4 separate regions of the Mus musculus genome follow, and regions 2, 3 and 4 are each linked to region 1. The links are chromatin contacts, called in public Hi-C and promoter capture Hi-C maps. All regions are on one chromosome and are shown on one strand. The core of a region is the stretch at or near the end of the contact, and the rest is flanking DNA. Distances in the headings are between cores, read along the strand shown. Region 1 holds the start of Prdm8 (PR domain containing 8). Region 2 has its middle 66 kb from the start of Gm34029. Region 3 has its middle 40 kb from the start of Gm34097. Region 4 overlaps Gm34097 (a long non-coding RNA gene).

What was found. Promoter capture Hi-C pulls out the DNA fragments that hold promoters and counts their contacts. Hi-C and Micro-C count contacts between places; a contact is called where the count stands out from the background.
Region 2: a contact with region 1 is called in a Hi-C map of muscle stem cells, with 2.1 times the contacts expected there. The contact joins the enhancer-like site here to the promoter of Prdm8 in region 1. A contact is called at or near these places in 8 of 39 promoter capture datasets (the 3T3-L1 cell line, 3T3-L1-derived adipocytes, the C10 cell line and 4 more), 1 of 15 datasets of contacts at CTCF or cohesin (pro-B cells), 3 of 484 Hi-C or Micro-C datasets (cerebral cortex, muscle stem cells and ventral hippocampal neurons), 6 of 115 datasets of contacts at active chromatin or transcription factors (T-cell acute lymphoblastic leukemia, astrocytes, bone marrow-derived macrophages and 3 more) and 1 of 9 other capture datasets (adipose tissue).
Region 3: a contact with region 1 is called in a promoter capture Hi-C map of pre-B cells. The contact joins the enhancer-like site here to the promoter of Prdm8 in region 1. A contact is called at or near these places in 13 of 39 promoter capture datasets (the 3T3-L1 cell line, 3T3-L1-derived adipocytes, the C10 cell line and 9 more), 1 of 115 datasets of contacts at active chromatin or transcription factors (embryonic forebrain) and 1 of 9 other capture datasets (macrophages).
Region 4: a contact with region 1 is called in a promoter capture Hi-C map of liver, with 2.8 times the contacts expected there. The contact joins the enhancer-like site here to the promoter of Prdm8 in region 1. A contact is called at or near these places in 12 of 39 promoter capture datasets (the 3T3-L1 cell line, the C10 cell line, the HPC-7 cell line and 7 more), 2 of 15 datasets of contacts at CTCF or cohesin (large pre-B cells and pro-B cells), 7 of 484 Hi-C or Micro-C datasets (the C10 cell line, the N1E-115 cell line, cerebral cortex and 4 more), 4 of 115 datasets of contacts at active chromatin or transcription factors (embryonic forebrain, large pre-B cells, neural progenitor cells and 1 more) and 2 of 9 other capture datasets (adipose tissue and liver).

What each region holds. Positions count from the first base shown.
Region 1 is chr5:98,179,238-98,182,940 of GRCm38.p6, forward strand. It overlaps Prdm8 (PR domain containing 8), which reads left to right and starts at 1,632. Exons shown (of 4, transcript NM_029947.2): 1 at 1,632-1,875.
Region 2 is chr5:97,701,147-97,704,849 of GRCm38.p6, forward strand. No RefSeq gene overlaps it. Among named protein-coding and RNA genes, the nearest start is that of Gm34029, 66 kb to the left of the region's middle. Within about 2 kb of position 1,740, at least 2 of the 459 cell types and tissues checked have an H3K27ac peak or open chromatin away from gene starts, as enhancers often do. A contact at or near this core is called in muscle stem cells, where this site is marked.
Region 3 is chr5:97,805,454-97,809,156 of GRCm38.p6, forward strand. No RefSeq gene overlaps it. Among named protein-coding and RNA genes, the nearest start is that of Gm34097, 40 kb to the right of the region's middle. Within about 2 kb of position 1,903, at least 44 of the 459 cell types and tissues checked have an H3K27ac peak or open chromatin away from gene starts, as enhancers often do. A contact at or near this core is called in pre-B cells, where this site is marked.
Region 4 is chr5:97,833,030-97,836,732 of GRCm38.p6, forward strand. The region is part of intron 1 of Gm34097 (a long non-coding RNA gene); the gene reads right to left. Among named protein-coding and RNA genes, the nearest start is that of Gm34097, 12 kb to the right of the region's middle. Within about 2 kb of position 1,977, at least 16 of the 459 cell types and tissues checked have an H3K27ac peak or open chromatin away from gene starts, as enhancers often do. A contact at or near this core is called in the N1E-115 cell line, liver and muscle stem cells, where this site is marked.

The sequences.
Region 1 (3,703 bases), core at 382-2,881:
TTGACCTTTCTCCCAGTCTATGATGTCCCCAGGCCCAGCTGATTTTAGGCAGGAATTATATGTGATCAGGACTGGCAACTCTCTTGGGAGGTGACCAGAAGGAACAAAAAAAACAAAAAAAAAAAAAAAAAAAAAAAAAAAGGAAGCCAAAGAAATTAACTTCTAGGAAATTTCCTATATTTCCTCATCACCCATTCTTCCCTGGCAGCAGGTACATTTGATGTCTTGCTGGCCTCTAGGCTTCCAGACAGGAGTCTCAGAGCTCCGTAAAGATTATACTGTCAGCTGCTCTTTGCCAACCCTCATATGCTCACTCTGAGAGGCAAGGACAGAGATTGTCTCCTCCTTAAATTCTGGCCCTGACTCCTGCCCTTTAGCGAGTAAACTATACAATTGGATTTATACTCAACCTGACCTATTGCTCAATTGAATTCCGGGAGAGTGGGGGTAGGAATTGAGGGATTGCCTGCGCCACTCAAAGGCCTTTCTTTCCTTAGGAATAGAAAGCCTACCAGAGAAAAACAGCCAGAGAGCCCCTAGCGTCATTGTTTTGTGGCCCCCGCAGAAGGAGAAAACTCTCTGGCTGTCAAAGACCTCAAGTCATTAGCATCAGCTGCCGCTCCAGAGGACAAGCCAGCGCCTCTAAGTGGCTTAGCGCACAAACGAGACTCCCGAGACAGCCTCACTCCTGTGATTCGGTCCACTCCTCCATCAACGGCTGGATGTGAAAGGCTCTTGAGAGTCCTTCTCAGTAATTTTTTTTTTAACTTTGAACCATCCTTTCTGTATCATGAGGTCTTAGAATCCTGGCCGCCATTATGGGACCCCCTTGGGAACCACAAAATACAGAGAGAGCACAGAAGGTGAAAAGCTTTAACACCTGAGTCCAATGACCTAGGCTTTTCCCAGCAACGCCCTCCTAGCCCATATCCACGCACAGACCCTTGTTCTGGGACCTAAAAACAGCCGAAGTCCCTTTAGGTGTCTGGCAGCATTCCAGACTTATCTTCTTACCCCATCCCATTGGATGGGAGATGGCTAGCCGAGTTCCCACCAAATCATACCCCCTGTCGCCAGTATTTACACGGGAGTCTCTGCTAGGTGGCATGAATGCATTTTAAGGAAGTCTGTTTGTCACCTCCTAGGCCACTAGCTTCACAGATCAGCGGCAGTCAATGGCCAAAGAATCCCGCGGGGCAAATTCTCACCCTCCTTTTGGGGGAGCAGGGACATACCACTCAAACTCTAGGGACATATGCAAGTAGTTCACGCGCTGGCAACATAGCCAATTCAACTCCTTGTCCTACGTCCTCTGAGTGCCCAGCAAAACGGAAAAGAACCGCTCTGCTCCTTCTGACACCTTCCTTCCTGAGCCCGAAACGGATTTTGCCAACCCAGGTGTCCCAGAGGGACCCAGCTGCAGGAGAAGGCAGGCCAGGATGCTCTCGGGGAGGCTATGCCACTTCGGGAAGGAGCTTAGGATCTGCCTAGCGCGGGCAGTCCAGAAAAACCAGGCTTGTGGCGCCGGAGGGATCTCCCAGACCGGCAAGAGTTAAAGGGAGGGGACGTGGGCTGTCACGCGTCATTGGGCAGATTATGTGCAGCAAACAAAAAGTGTGTGTCTGCGTGCCAGTCAGTCATTGCATCGGGTCCATCTGTACAACTCTCTCTCTCTCTCTCTCTCTCTCTCTCTCTCTCTCTCTCTCCTAATCTATCTGCATCTCTCTTCTCTCTTTGGACAGAACCCACAAGACTGACACCGACACCTCTTGACATGGAGATACACTAATGTAATAGGCAGGAAGGAACACTGGCTTGCACCCCGTTGGTTCCAGGTGGCCTTATTTGGGCGACTCGGTCCTGACCTTATTTCTGGTAAGTCTATTTGCTTTGACCTGGGAGGGGGATGGGAAGAGGACAGGTTGAGTACAAGGAGTGAAAAAATTGTCCCCCTTTTCCTCGTTATCTAGAAGATAGGAGGGAAACGACGCGGAATGTTGTTTCCACTGCCAATAAGATTATACAAAGGGAGGAGCGGGTAGGAGCACTTTTCTGGAGAAGCTAGGGACTGGGGAGCTCGCGGCTGCCAGACAATGCCAGCCCGGAGTGGAGGGAGAGCATCCGGCAGTAGCGACCGGCTTTCAGCGAGCCCAGCTGGCTCTGAGTTTCCCAGGAGGATCTGCGAAGGAAGAGAACCCGGGCCTAGGGATGGGCGTAGGACTGTGAAAGGCTAGATACTATAAAGCCCGGGGTCCTGCCTATCGCTATTGTGGCTGATTTGCGTCAAGGCGGCCACCGAGGCAGCATGGACCGCTATTAGCCCGGCTGTGGGACCTTTTCGCTGTATTGTTAGATAGAACTGCATTTTAATGACTGAGTCCCTGCTGTTGCCAAAGTGGAGGGCGATCTCCTGTCACAATAAAAAGCTTCTGTGAAGAATACTTTCAAACGCGAGGCAGAAATCAAGGTACAAACCGTTGAAATGTAGGCAACTGGGAAGAGAAAGAGGGTTTATACTGAAAGGGAGCTGAGAGAACCTGTATTCTGCAACGTATTTGACTTGCAATTGGAAATCAGAAGGGGACAGGACGAGTGCAGAAACAGAAAGTAGTATCATAAACTTTCTATGTTGTGGCTATTTTTCTTATTCCCACTGTCTGGAAAATATACTTGCCATTTGGGGCATATGGGAGAACGAATAGGAAAGGGGCTAGCCAAAGTTACAGGCATTGCATTTTCTTACATTTGTATGGCAATTGGCTAGTGGATGTTGATTTAAACAAAATACACATCGCCTATATTTTTCTTTAATGAGAAGCTAGCTGAACAAGAAAAGAGTAAGATCGGTTTTCCCCACGGCCACTTAAGGTATATAAATACAGAGACAATCACTGTCACTGGTGAAACTGCTAGGGAAAAACCAACTTAGAGGAATTGTTAGATTTCCCCAAGAAAAATGGCATGGCTAACTAAGACCTAGTTTAAATAATTTAAATGATTGCTTTCTTTAAGTGCTAAGTATTACAGGGGGTGTCCAGTGGCTGAGGAAGGAAACGATCCCTGTAAGACGGCTTAATAGAGAGCCCGCCACTGGGGCATTACTTCTAAATTGCTGCGGATTAAACAGCTGGAGGGCCCACTCAGGACCATTCAAGCAGGGCTGACCCCTTCTAGCCCAAACAGGGTGGTATCAAGGGAAGTGAGAATTCACCAGTCATTACACACAGAATTTCAGACAGGGGACACTTCAAGCCTGCCCTATACCTGCTCGCTTCATGGGCCACAGGCGACTCAATCCACCCTCTTGTATAACAAGGTAACTGGGATTCAACCTCATCCATAAATAAGCATGTCGAGAAAAAATAATTACCTCTGCTTGCTGCTTTTAATTAAAGCCTCAGAGGGACAGTGCTGGATTATGGTAATGAGCAGACATGCGTCCCTTCTTGTAGGCTGCAAAGAAAGGTTAGCTGACATAGAATTAGTGGCCCTGACACTCCACTTGAAATCCATTCGCCATGCTCCGTGGTCCCCGCCTGCTAGCTAAGGCTGCTCCCCTTGTTAGAAGAAAAGAAGAAATCACAATGAGACACTGGGCTTAGTACATAGGACAGGACTGTCCCCCAAAGATTAAAAGTGCGGGTTTTTTTTTTGGGGGGGGAGTTATGCAGTCAGAAATTTTGCATATGCTGGTTTTAAAGCA
Region 2 (3,703 bases), core at 490-2,989, 480 kb before region 1:
GGTCATAAGGTGAGTTTATAACATAATTCGGGTGACAAAATACTTTCCTTCTGCCTGTAATGTTCTTTGATTCTGTCAGCTGTAGGTCTATTTTTAACTCTTTCCTCCATCTGAGATTTTCAGAATGTGCCCAGTGGTGGTTTCTTTGCACTGTTTTTCTGTTGATCCTCAGACGCCTTCTCCTCGGAGAAGTGTTCCCTCAGCTTTCTGATTCACTCAGCACATCCCCTCCCCCACTGCCATAGGTTTTTATAGCCTACTTTGTTATCATTGTAGCAGGTACCAAATCTAAAAGACTTTGAATAACTCATTTGGCCAAGCTCTTTGCTTACTGTCTTTTGGTCAGTTGCTCTCTATTGAAATGCAAATGTTATATGATCATGGTACTAGTTCATATATACTTGGCACAGAGTAGGTACCAAGGAAAATGGATAAATGACACACTTGCTGCTTTCCTGTATCATTTTCAAGATATGGCTTCTCTTTTTCATCCTGCACACATTCATTGTCTTCCTTGACCTCCACTCCCCAGGTTGGGGTGAAGAATATGGAGAGTAATGATGGGTAGAACATAATTGTAGCTAGAAGGCCTTGCATTCTAAAAATAAATAAAATATATTCCATAAACCACTGACCTTGAAAAAGTTCTGCACCTGCTGGAGGTCAGTGCAGCTTGTTACAGACGGATTACCCAGGTGACCCTAGTCTTCATGGGAAAATGATAGAGCCATGGAGTGGAAACCATCCGGAAAGAGAATAAGCCAGAGACATACCTGCTCTTGTGCTATTTGAACTTGTGAACACCACCCTGTAGAGAAAATATTTTGTGTATTGTATGGATGCATCACCTGTCAGGAAAGAGGACATGGGATATCCAGGAGGAGACAGAATTCTGGGATACAGCCAGGCGGGGTAGATTTGCCAGGAAGATGTGACAAGTTGGACACATAGTATCTGAGCACAGGTAACCAGACAAATGGCAGAATATCAGAGAAGAGGTAATTATAAGTCTGAGGTATTTGTAAAAATATTTTGAGTCTGAGTCTTATTCCTGGGAGCATGGGGCTGTAGCCAGAACCAGACCAAACTTCAACACCACCCACGTGTTCTCTCTATCGCACCACAGCCAGAGAGTGCATGATTTTTAGTATGAATGGATTTTTTTCCTATGATCTACAACATTTGACCTCTTTGCTTTGCATTTTGGAATTTCAGTTTGTCCTGGTGAACAGATGAAAACAGAATTCCACCAGGGTGTGGGATGGGCGATGGTAGACTTGGAGGCACTCTGAGCTCACTGGATCAGGTAAACAGAAGTAGGTGAGTGTGAGCCAATGAGCTTTTGACTCTTCCTACACACCCAAGTGTGAACACAGGAAATCACAAAGTGAGAGCAGAGGAAACATCGCCGAGCCTAGCCCACTATTAAAATCAAAGTTGAATAAAATAGAGTAAAATAGAAACCAGTATCCATGAAGTACTCTGCATATGTACAGATTTCTCGACACGGCATAACCTGACCTTAGATACATCTTTTTTCTTGGGTAGGTATTTTGTATTAGAATCTTTACATGGGGTGTAAGGTCATGTCTATGGGGCAGCCCTTCTCTGAGGAGCCATCATCCAGCCCATCTGCTAAGGAACTGTGAGGAATAAAGTCTGCCCTCCTGGCCTCGCCAACCCGAGGCATTAATAGAACATAAGAGCTTACGCAATGGCACTGGATCTGTGGCAGCTGTTTGTTCAATGTTTCATGCTTTTAGTCACATCTGCTCCAAATGAGTGTTAATATTGCAGTGGCATCCACTAAGGATGGGCTCTGTCAGCTTTGCTGAGCATCAGTCTGACCCCTGCAACAATAGAAAAGGCACTGTGTCCCCCAATATGGTCTTTTAATACATTCAAGCCCTCTTAACCTGGGGGTTACTCTAACCACCCCTCTTTATCTTTGTCTGTCTCCTCTTTCATGGCCCCCTCCCATAAGAACCCAAGTCAGTGAATCTCAAGGAGAAAAACTGCATTTATTTCTAGCACTCTGTCCACCAATGTCAGATAACAGTTTATTCATCCCTCGGCCCCTGGATGACATTGAAGCATATCAACAGTGACAAAAGTATATTGAATAATTATCTCGAAATTAATACATTATCCCAAACTTAAATAAATGTCATCTGATCAATATATCTTGGAATGGAAAGGGAAGAGAATGTGAAGGGCATCGCCTCATTATTCATTAATTTTAGAGTAATGTAGGCTGATGAAATGGTTATCTCAGAGCACTGCTATAACACTCACTGGCATTTTAAATAACTCCCAATCTTTAACAGTATATATTCCCTTGTTAGAACAGCTTATAGGTGTTAACGCTTTGAATTCCGGGATCTTTAAAGTCCATTGACAATATTCAAGGACTGTTGCTATCATTTCTCTCTTTTAAAAATGTCTTTCCATTTTCTTTGGTAACTCCTTGCTGTGGCATGGTCTCATCTTAAGTCCTAATGAAGTAGCCCATTAATGCTGCAGTCCTGTGGATTCTAATTGTTCCATTAATAATATTCCCAAGGATGAAATAAATAACTCAATTATATTTCAGTTCTCCAGTGTGCAAATGAGACGTATAGGATAATACCTCCCAGAACTTATATAAACCTGCAGGAAGAATGTTTTAGCGGATAGGGGTTCCATATTATGAGAAAGCCAGTAGGTAACCATAATAGCTGAATTATGACCAGAACGCTTTGATTCATGTGAGTACACAGTTTAAAGTGCAATTTCCTTACTTCATTGCTTTCTTTCTGTCTTATTTTTAAGTTAGTAGTTAGCATATTTTCATGTGCCTTTTGTGATAGATACATTACTGAGGCCACATTTGAAGAAGTCACCCCTTTCTATGCATAAAATTACTTTGTGAATTTTAAATACTTCTTTTCCTTTTTATTAAAAAAAGAATCATTTTATATAAATATCCTGATAATGTTTCCCTCCTTTTACTCCTCCCAGTTCCTTCCCACCTCCCCTCCTATTCAGGTCTACCTTATTTCTGTCTCTTATTAGAAAACACTCAGGCTTCTAAGAGATAATAATAATAATAAAGTACAAAATAATAATGTAAAACGAGAGCAAACACATCGTAATAGAACAAAACAAACGGAAGTAAACGACTCCAAGAAAAGACACAGAAGCAGATACAGACACTGAGACTCGCTTGTTCATACATGCAAGGGTCCCATAGAAACACAAAACTAGAAGCCATAATACATACACAAAACACACAAAGTACACAGATGCCATTGAGTCCCCTTTCTGTTGACCATCTACAACAGCACATGAGACCTTCCCATAAGAGCAATTTGTTTCCCTAGTGAGAGTCCCTTGGAGTAAGCTAAATTTTCACTTGCAAGTGTCTATCAGTTGGAGATAATGTCTGGGTTAGAGAGATGGGGCATGTGTCCACTTCTTCTGGTGTAGACAAATGAAGGCTCTGGGCATGCTGCCTCAGTCTTGGTGAATTCATATGTATACCAACCTTGTTGTGTTTAGAAAGCTTTGTTTCTTTTATGTCCTCTATCCCCACTGACCCTGACACTCTTTCTGCCTCCTCTTTCCAGTGTTCCCTGATCGCTGAGGTGAGGGATTTTATGGTGACATCCCATTTAGGGCTTAGTATTCCTAAATTGCTCACTGTCTGCATATCGACTGGTTG
Region 3 (3,703 bases), core at 653-3,152, 370 kb before region 1:
ATGCTGGCGGTTTAAACAAGTCCATATTTGGTGGAGACATGCCCCTGCCGCCCTGATTGGCTGAAGCTGCATGCCTGGTGAGGTGACGTGGCCTGCTGTGAGTGGATGGGGACTGAGAGTATATAAGAGTGAGAGGCCCGGGGTTTGGGGGAGATAGATGAGGAAAAAGATGAAGCGAGAGAGATGAAGACTGAAGTTTGCTGAATAAGCTGCTGGTAGAAGGACTGGTGGTCGTGTCGTTCTTGCTGGTCGAGAGCGGACGCGACAGCAACTGTAGATTTTCCTCTAAAATTCATAAATTTTCTAGTCCTGTATAGATAAATATATTGCCTACACTAGTCATGATATACTTCTTTTTAGCAGGTTTTCAGATCTTGAAAACATGTATATGCACCTAAAATTATACAGATTGATCAGGTTCTGTTTATGGAGAGAGAGAGAAGGAGAGAGAGAGAGAGAGAGAGAGAGAGAGAGAGAGAGAGAGAGGGAGGGAGAGGGAGAGGGAGAGGGAGAGGGAGAGGGAGAGGGAGAGGGAGAGGGAGAGGGAGAGGGAGAGGGAGAGGGAGAGGGAGAGGGAGAGAGAATTGAAAAGGGCCATTTATTTGAAAGAAAGTAAAATGAGAGGGATTCATGGTAAGGTTTAGGAAGAAGAGGAGAGGGCTGGAGAGATGGCTCAGTGGTTAAGAGCACTAACTGCTCTTCCAGAGGTCCTGAGTTCAAAACCCAGCAACCACATGGTCGCTCACAACCATCTGTAATGTGATCTGACGCCCTCTTCTGATGTGTCTGAAGACAGCTACAGTGTACTTATAATAAATAAATAAATAAATAAATAAATCTTTAAAAACAAAGAAAGCGGAGGAAAGGACATGGTAAATAATGTAATTATGTTACATCTCAAGAAATTACTTAGAAATAATGTGATTATTATTGTAATTAACATGGGAAGCATTTTTGAGGAAAAGTTAAAGGTATATAAATATATAACAACTTTTAATGTTCAGAAATCCATCTTTAGAATTCTAACAATATCTCTGCCCTGTTCCTGCTTCTGCTGCTGTGTTTTCTCTATTCTCCAGCCCTGCTATTCTCCCATCTATTGCAGATAGCCTTGACTAGGTCCAGTCTGCTGCCCATGTTCAGTCTACTTTCTCTCCCTGCTCTAGACTCTTCCAGATGTGCCTAAATGTTCTCTCTGTCTCTCTGTATCTCTCGGTGTGTCTCTGTCTCTCTCTCTTTCTCATATATCTACAATAAAAACATCACCTAGTTATCAATAATAACCACAAATAGTAATTCATCAAGTATTAAAGATTATGATAAAATAAAGGCCCTTTACCCCACTCCTCTCTTTAATAGTAGTAAAATAGTAAAAGAGTGGGGGAAATGCCTGCTTCAAAAACAGTAAAAAGATAAAAGAAAAATTCCAAAACATGGGAGAGGTTCCAAATTGAATGGAATTTGTACCAAATCAATAAAGGTTTTTTTGAGGCAACCTCTAATGAGCTCATAGTTCACAACATATAGTATCATTTTAAACCAGCCAGAACAGCTCAATCAATAACTTTCCCAGCAATAAGAATATTGACAGTAGGTGGAAGACTACAGCATACAACAGCAAATGGAGAGGGAAGGGAAAGAATTAGGTAGAACAGATAGTCCTAGAAGAATCAGAGTGCCTGAGCAGAGGGAGAGGCCTTCATTGCTGGGCAAAATAAACAGAAAACAATAGACTCTGGAGTTTCCACAATTTACCCCTAATTCCCACTGTGACTACATTTGGAGATGTAGCTTAAATGAGATCACAAGGGTGTGGCTCTGGTCTGGTATTTCTGGTGTCTTTGAAACAAGACAGAGGCCAGCAGCATGCACTCAGAGAGTAGAGGCTGTGTGAGGACATAGAAATAAGACTAAGTCAACAGAGAAACCTCAGGAGGAAGTAAGCTTTGAAACCTGGAGTAGGGGTGCCCAGCCTTCTGAAGCATGATGAATTAATTCCAACATGTGGTTTTGATTTAGGGAAGCAAAAACAAGCTACTGAGAACACTAAGTCTGAAATTAGCATAAAGAAAATCTATACCATTTCAGGGCTTTCTTCATAGCGACTCAGACCTAGTCTTTGAAAAACATTGAAGGTAGAATACAAGATAAACAGTGTGTGGAAGGATAGTTTTTTGAGGCCCTATAGCCATGGTGAAACTTCATGAGTATACATTTATTTGACTGGGTATGAATAACAACATCTGTTCAATCCCTAAACAAATGTCTCCACAATGGGGGTACTCTTAGAATGGGTACATTTAGACACAAACTTATCTCACATCTAAGCATATATCTAATATATGTTTTCCATTTTTGAATTATTGAGTTTTTCTTTCCCCAATAAAATCCTAAGAAAAAATAATGCCCGGTTTCTAGTTTTCAACACCTCTCAATATCTTTTTAAAATAAAAATTATTGAGTCTGGAGAGACAGCCATAAAGAGTACTTTTGGCTCTTGCAGATGACCCAGGTTCAGCTCCCAGAACTCAAAAGTTGGGTAGTGACCATCTGTAACTACAGTTTCAGATCTCATGCCTCTTCTCACATTATTGGGCTCCTCTATGCATGAGGAGCACAAACATATACGTAAGCACATACACATAAAATAAATGAATATTTTTAAAATAAATAATTCTCATAAAATTCAAATAAGAAGATTTTTTTCTGTTACCTTTAGTGACAATCTCCAGATGTTGAAGAGCTAAGAGCTCTCCATTTTTTTGAAGCATTCGTGCATGTATGAGTGTATGCCAGTCTATCTCTCTAGCCATATATTCTTGTGAAGATTTACAAAAAGCATAGTATAATACATAATTTTCTTTATACTCAATGTACATTAGCAGTTTTCCTTTTCTTCCTGTATAGACCTAATTCTCTTAAATTATTACACACTACAAACCATAGTTAAAGTTGTTGTATTCCTAAAGGGCTCTTGTGTTCTTTTATTTTTCTCTTATAAATATTGTAATGAGCAGCCTTATAGATACATTATAACAGATTATAAGTATAGTCATTGGATAAATGCATGGCAGAAGTTATATAAATTTATGTGAAAAAGAAAGGAAAAATTCCAAAATTCACTCAGACACAAAGAAATAGCCTAACTAGACCCATTTCTAGTGATGCAATGAAGACAGAAGCAAAGGGATTACAAGCATATATCAAATTGCTGACATTTTTTTGTAAATCTGGGTATCCAAACCGATGTCCTGAGGCTTGTATTTCGAGCTCTCTACCAGCAGGCCTTCTCCCCAGACTCACAAGCTAATTTTTACTTTTGTGCTAAGTGATTTAAAAAAATCAAAATCAATTTGCTTTATTCTTATAAACTTTTCAAACCTTTCATTGTAAAAGAAACAAGCAAAATCTATAGAAGGCCAGGAAAGACTCAGATACATTGAAATATGTGGCTTATTCTTAAGTAGAAACCTGAAGTATTCTAAGATGCCAATTGTAAGTTAATCATTGGTGATAGTTGACTTCATTCTCACAAATAGAAGAACAAAATAATCCAGACTTGCCAAGCTGATTTTAAAGCTTCTAATAAAAAATAGCAAATACTATTTTCATGAAGTTTCTGAACAACAAGCAGGGAACACAAGGCTTTTGCATGAGAGAGAATAAAAATTCCAGCTTGATGACTTTTGGAATTGATTCAAGA
Region 4 (3,703 bases), core at 727-3,226, 350 kb before region 1:
TAGTTCTGTGACCATAATAAAAAGAATATGGAGGTCTTGGAACAGCCCACCACTCATGGTGACCCATCTTAAGAAAGGACGCTATGAAAAGTGGCCTCATCACAGGTTCTGACAGAGGAGGTGCAACATGAAAGAGGGGGGACACTGATGAGAGGAAAGGAGGGATGGAAGAAGAGTGAGTTCAATATGAGCAGTAAAAGGCTCTTCAGATGTTACCTGAGACCTGAGATGTATGCATAAAATTTCATAAAGAAACCCATCATCTTGTTTGTTAAGTTTAAAGATTAATTCTAAAAGAATGTGAAAAACTAAAACCACTTTAGAAAGTTTAAAGGGGGTAGTGAACAAGTTCTGTTTCCTGGAAACTATCCTAACAAGTAGGTCTGAAGAATCCAGACCATGATGTATGAAAGTCTGGAAAGTTATCAACCTGCCACTCCCTTTTATGTCATTGGGGCACACACATAAAGATCCAAACACAATGGCTGGCTGGCCTTTTGATGAGGGGCATCTGTACTTTTAACACAGAGGCAATGACACATGTTTTTTTGTTTGTTTTTTTTTTTTTCTCATTTCAAACACACTTTCTCCTAATCTCTGAACATTTCTCAACAAAGTTTGCGAATCCACCCAGTTCTTTTTGTAGGGCGCCCTATAACAACAATATGTGTTTGGGGTTCACAGATGTTGTTTACAAATTCCTGTGTGTGACATAGCTCTGTTTCTGATAAACAAGTTATAAAACCTCAAAGTTCTGGCATAGAGGATTTAGAAATTAGACAAACTGTATGAGGTAAATATGACTATCAACAAATTTTAATCACTGATGTCTTCAGACTTGTCACAAGACAGTATTAATATGCCTGGAAATTTTTAAGGCTTGAGATAATTTTTTCAGAAAAACTCCACATATGTGTTACTTCTTTACCACGGAAACTTGGAGCATGCAAATCATCTTGTACAGAGTATACACTGTTGATAACTATACAAATTAATCAGAAATTATATCCTACCCTTAACACTTTAAACCGTACACTTATCACTCTAAAATTTGTGTATGTGTATCCAATAGAAGAGCCCTAAGCTTAAATTAATAATGATAATAGTGAAAATTATTATAGCTAGCACTATTGACCATTTTCTATGCTATAAGCATTCTGCTTGATGCTTTACATACATTATTCTATTTAATTTCGCACGATTGTGTGAGCTAGATCCTGATATTATCTCTGTTTTGTAAGTGTAATAACTCAGTCACAGAGAGATTAGAAGCTTCCAAAATAATGTCCAGCTTGTAAATCATAGAACAGTGATGAAATGTATTCTAAGAACCAAGATAGAAGGGAAATTGCTTCATATTTCTCTGAGGTGTATAACAGTAATTGTGTCTTTCCAATGAAGTACGATGAAATAATATCAGTTGATATTCTAAACTAATTTCAGTTCATTGTAAGGGTCTCTCAGTAGTTGTAAGGTGTTATTTTACCAGAATGAGTCATAATACAAGCAGTGACACCAGACCCTCATATGCATATGTAAATGTTTAAAATAGAACTTTATTTTCTGCTGGAGTTTATGCCTTATTATTATATGGAGAACAAATGTTTACAGGGTTTAGTGGACATGCTTGCCATTGCCTTGCCAGATGCTCAAAAGTACACAGAACTTGAAGCACTCTTGCAAATGTTTCCTGCTTTGCAATCTGGTCAGGCTACTCGAAGTTGCATTTCATTTCTCTCGACTCACATGGTCATCAAGTTTGACAAAAGGGCCTCCAGGTAGGCAAGCTTACTCCACAAAAGGGGACTTCTTAGAGCCTCTGTAGGATCCTTGGTGATCTTCACAGATCATGCCTTCCCAGCTGTTCCCTCTCTGCCTGGCTGTGGTCCAGTGAGATGATGCAAGGTTGAGCAATGGAATTGTGCTGAAGGAAGGGGGCCACAGAGGTCACAGAAACTCATGTAAACAAAGCTATGCCTGGCTTTTGAAAAGCAAGCTGAGCACTGCCCTCCACAGAGAGGGCACACATCCATAGAACAGTCAGAGGGGGGAGGCACTTTTGTTAATGACGTAAGTTATTTCAATGATTAGTGCATTTTGTAATAGCATTGGGACAGGGCTTTGAAATAGGTATGGCCAAGCCTTAATGGTCAACATTACCATTTTTTTCACCATTGGATTTTGAATTCCCTTATGGTCCTCATCTGATATGGAGGTATCACCTTTTGTTGCCAGGCTTACCCCTCATGACTTAGTGTTCTGAATTTCATTTCAGCCAAAATTAACATAGCACTGTTTCCTATATCTTGTTCTGTCATTACAGGATCTAGTCTGTACTTGAGATGTATTTTAGAGTCGCTATGCTAACTAGGATTAGAGTTTGGAAACAAAATTAGGTGAGAGAATTTCAAGCTATATTTGACACTGGAGCAACTCCATTTTGCAAAAAATACTGATTTTCTCCAGCTCTCCACACGTAGCTGTGGCATTGTATACTCCTGTGACCCCTGGAGATGCTGGAAAAGCCAAGTCCTTAATCCATTTGCCATTTGACTGTACACAGTCATTTGATCCTCAGCTCCACCTCTGTTGAACAGTAACTCCCAGCACTAACTGATGCAGGTCTGAGTCTTTCTAATCCTTTCCAGCTGTCCATGTTGCTTCGGTCAATTTCAGTTCCAATCTTTCCTCCAGTGTTCCCTTTATCACAAGGAAAGCAGAAGAAGAGGTAGAAAAGAGTGAAAGAACATTGAGAAGAACAAACTCTATTGTCTCCAAACTCTTGAACTATATAAAATTATATTTTAATTAGTAATATGGAATATTTCTGGATGAGACAAAATAATCAGTTAGGCACAGGAAAAACAAAAACAACAACAAAATAAACCAAAGTACTTATCTCAGAGTCTTAAACCCAAGAAGAAATGCATAGACCCTGAAGTCAGTGGGAGTCTCAGTCCTCAACTCTCTTTGTGTAGGGTTTGGGCTTAATTAACCTGTTGCTCTCTGTGTCTCTACTCTATGAATACGAAGATTGCTCCAAAAGCAAGTTAAAGGTCCAGAGTGATGGCTCAGTGGTTACGGGCACTATCTGGTCTTTGCAAAGAATCTACATTCAGTTCCTAGTATCTAAATGTCATCTAATGAATGTCTATAATTCTACTTTCAAGGGAATCCAACACTGATACTACAAATATACAGGTGGTACACGGGTTTACATGAATCACATAAAACAAATAAAACGGAGATGAAGTGATTTAAATTAAATTCTATGATATATGAGTTTATGTGTGAATGTATTTGTGTAGTAGTATACACGTAAGGTTCTAAAAGATGAGTGAAAATCAAAGAGAGAAAATAAGCAGTTAATAACCTGACAGAAGCATCTATGTTTGTCCTTAAGAACTCTCTACTGAATGATACAGTCAGTGGTATGTTTCCCCTCCCTAACTGTGTACTCCCTCACCCTAAACAGACTTCATCCATGGTCTAACTCTGATGTCATGAAGAAAAGATTCTGTTACTTGCTTTCTGATCTCTTGACAGTGCCTCATCCAAGATTTGACTGCTCCACCCCAGACTTGTATCATTGATCTCCACCTTGCCTTCCTGAACTCCCCTGTCAAATCATATTCCATTGCTTTCACATAAGCTATTCTTCTCAACCTGAAAATATTTTTCTATCTTCACTTTGTGAGGAAAC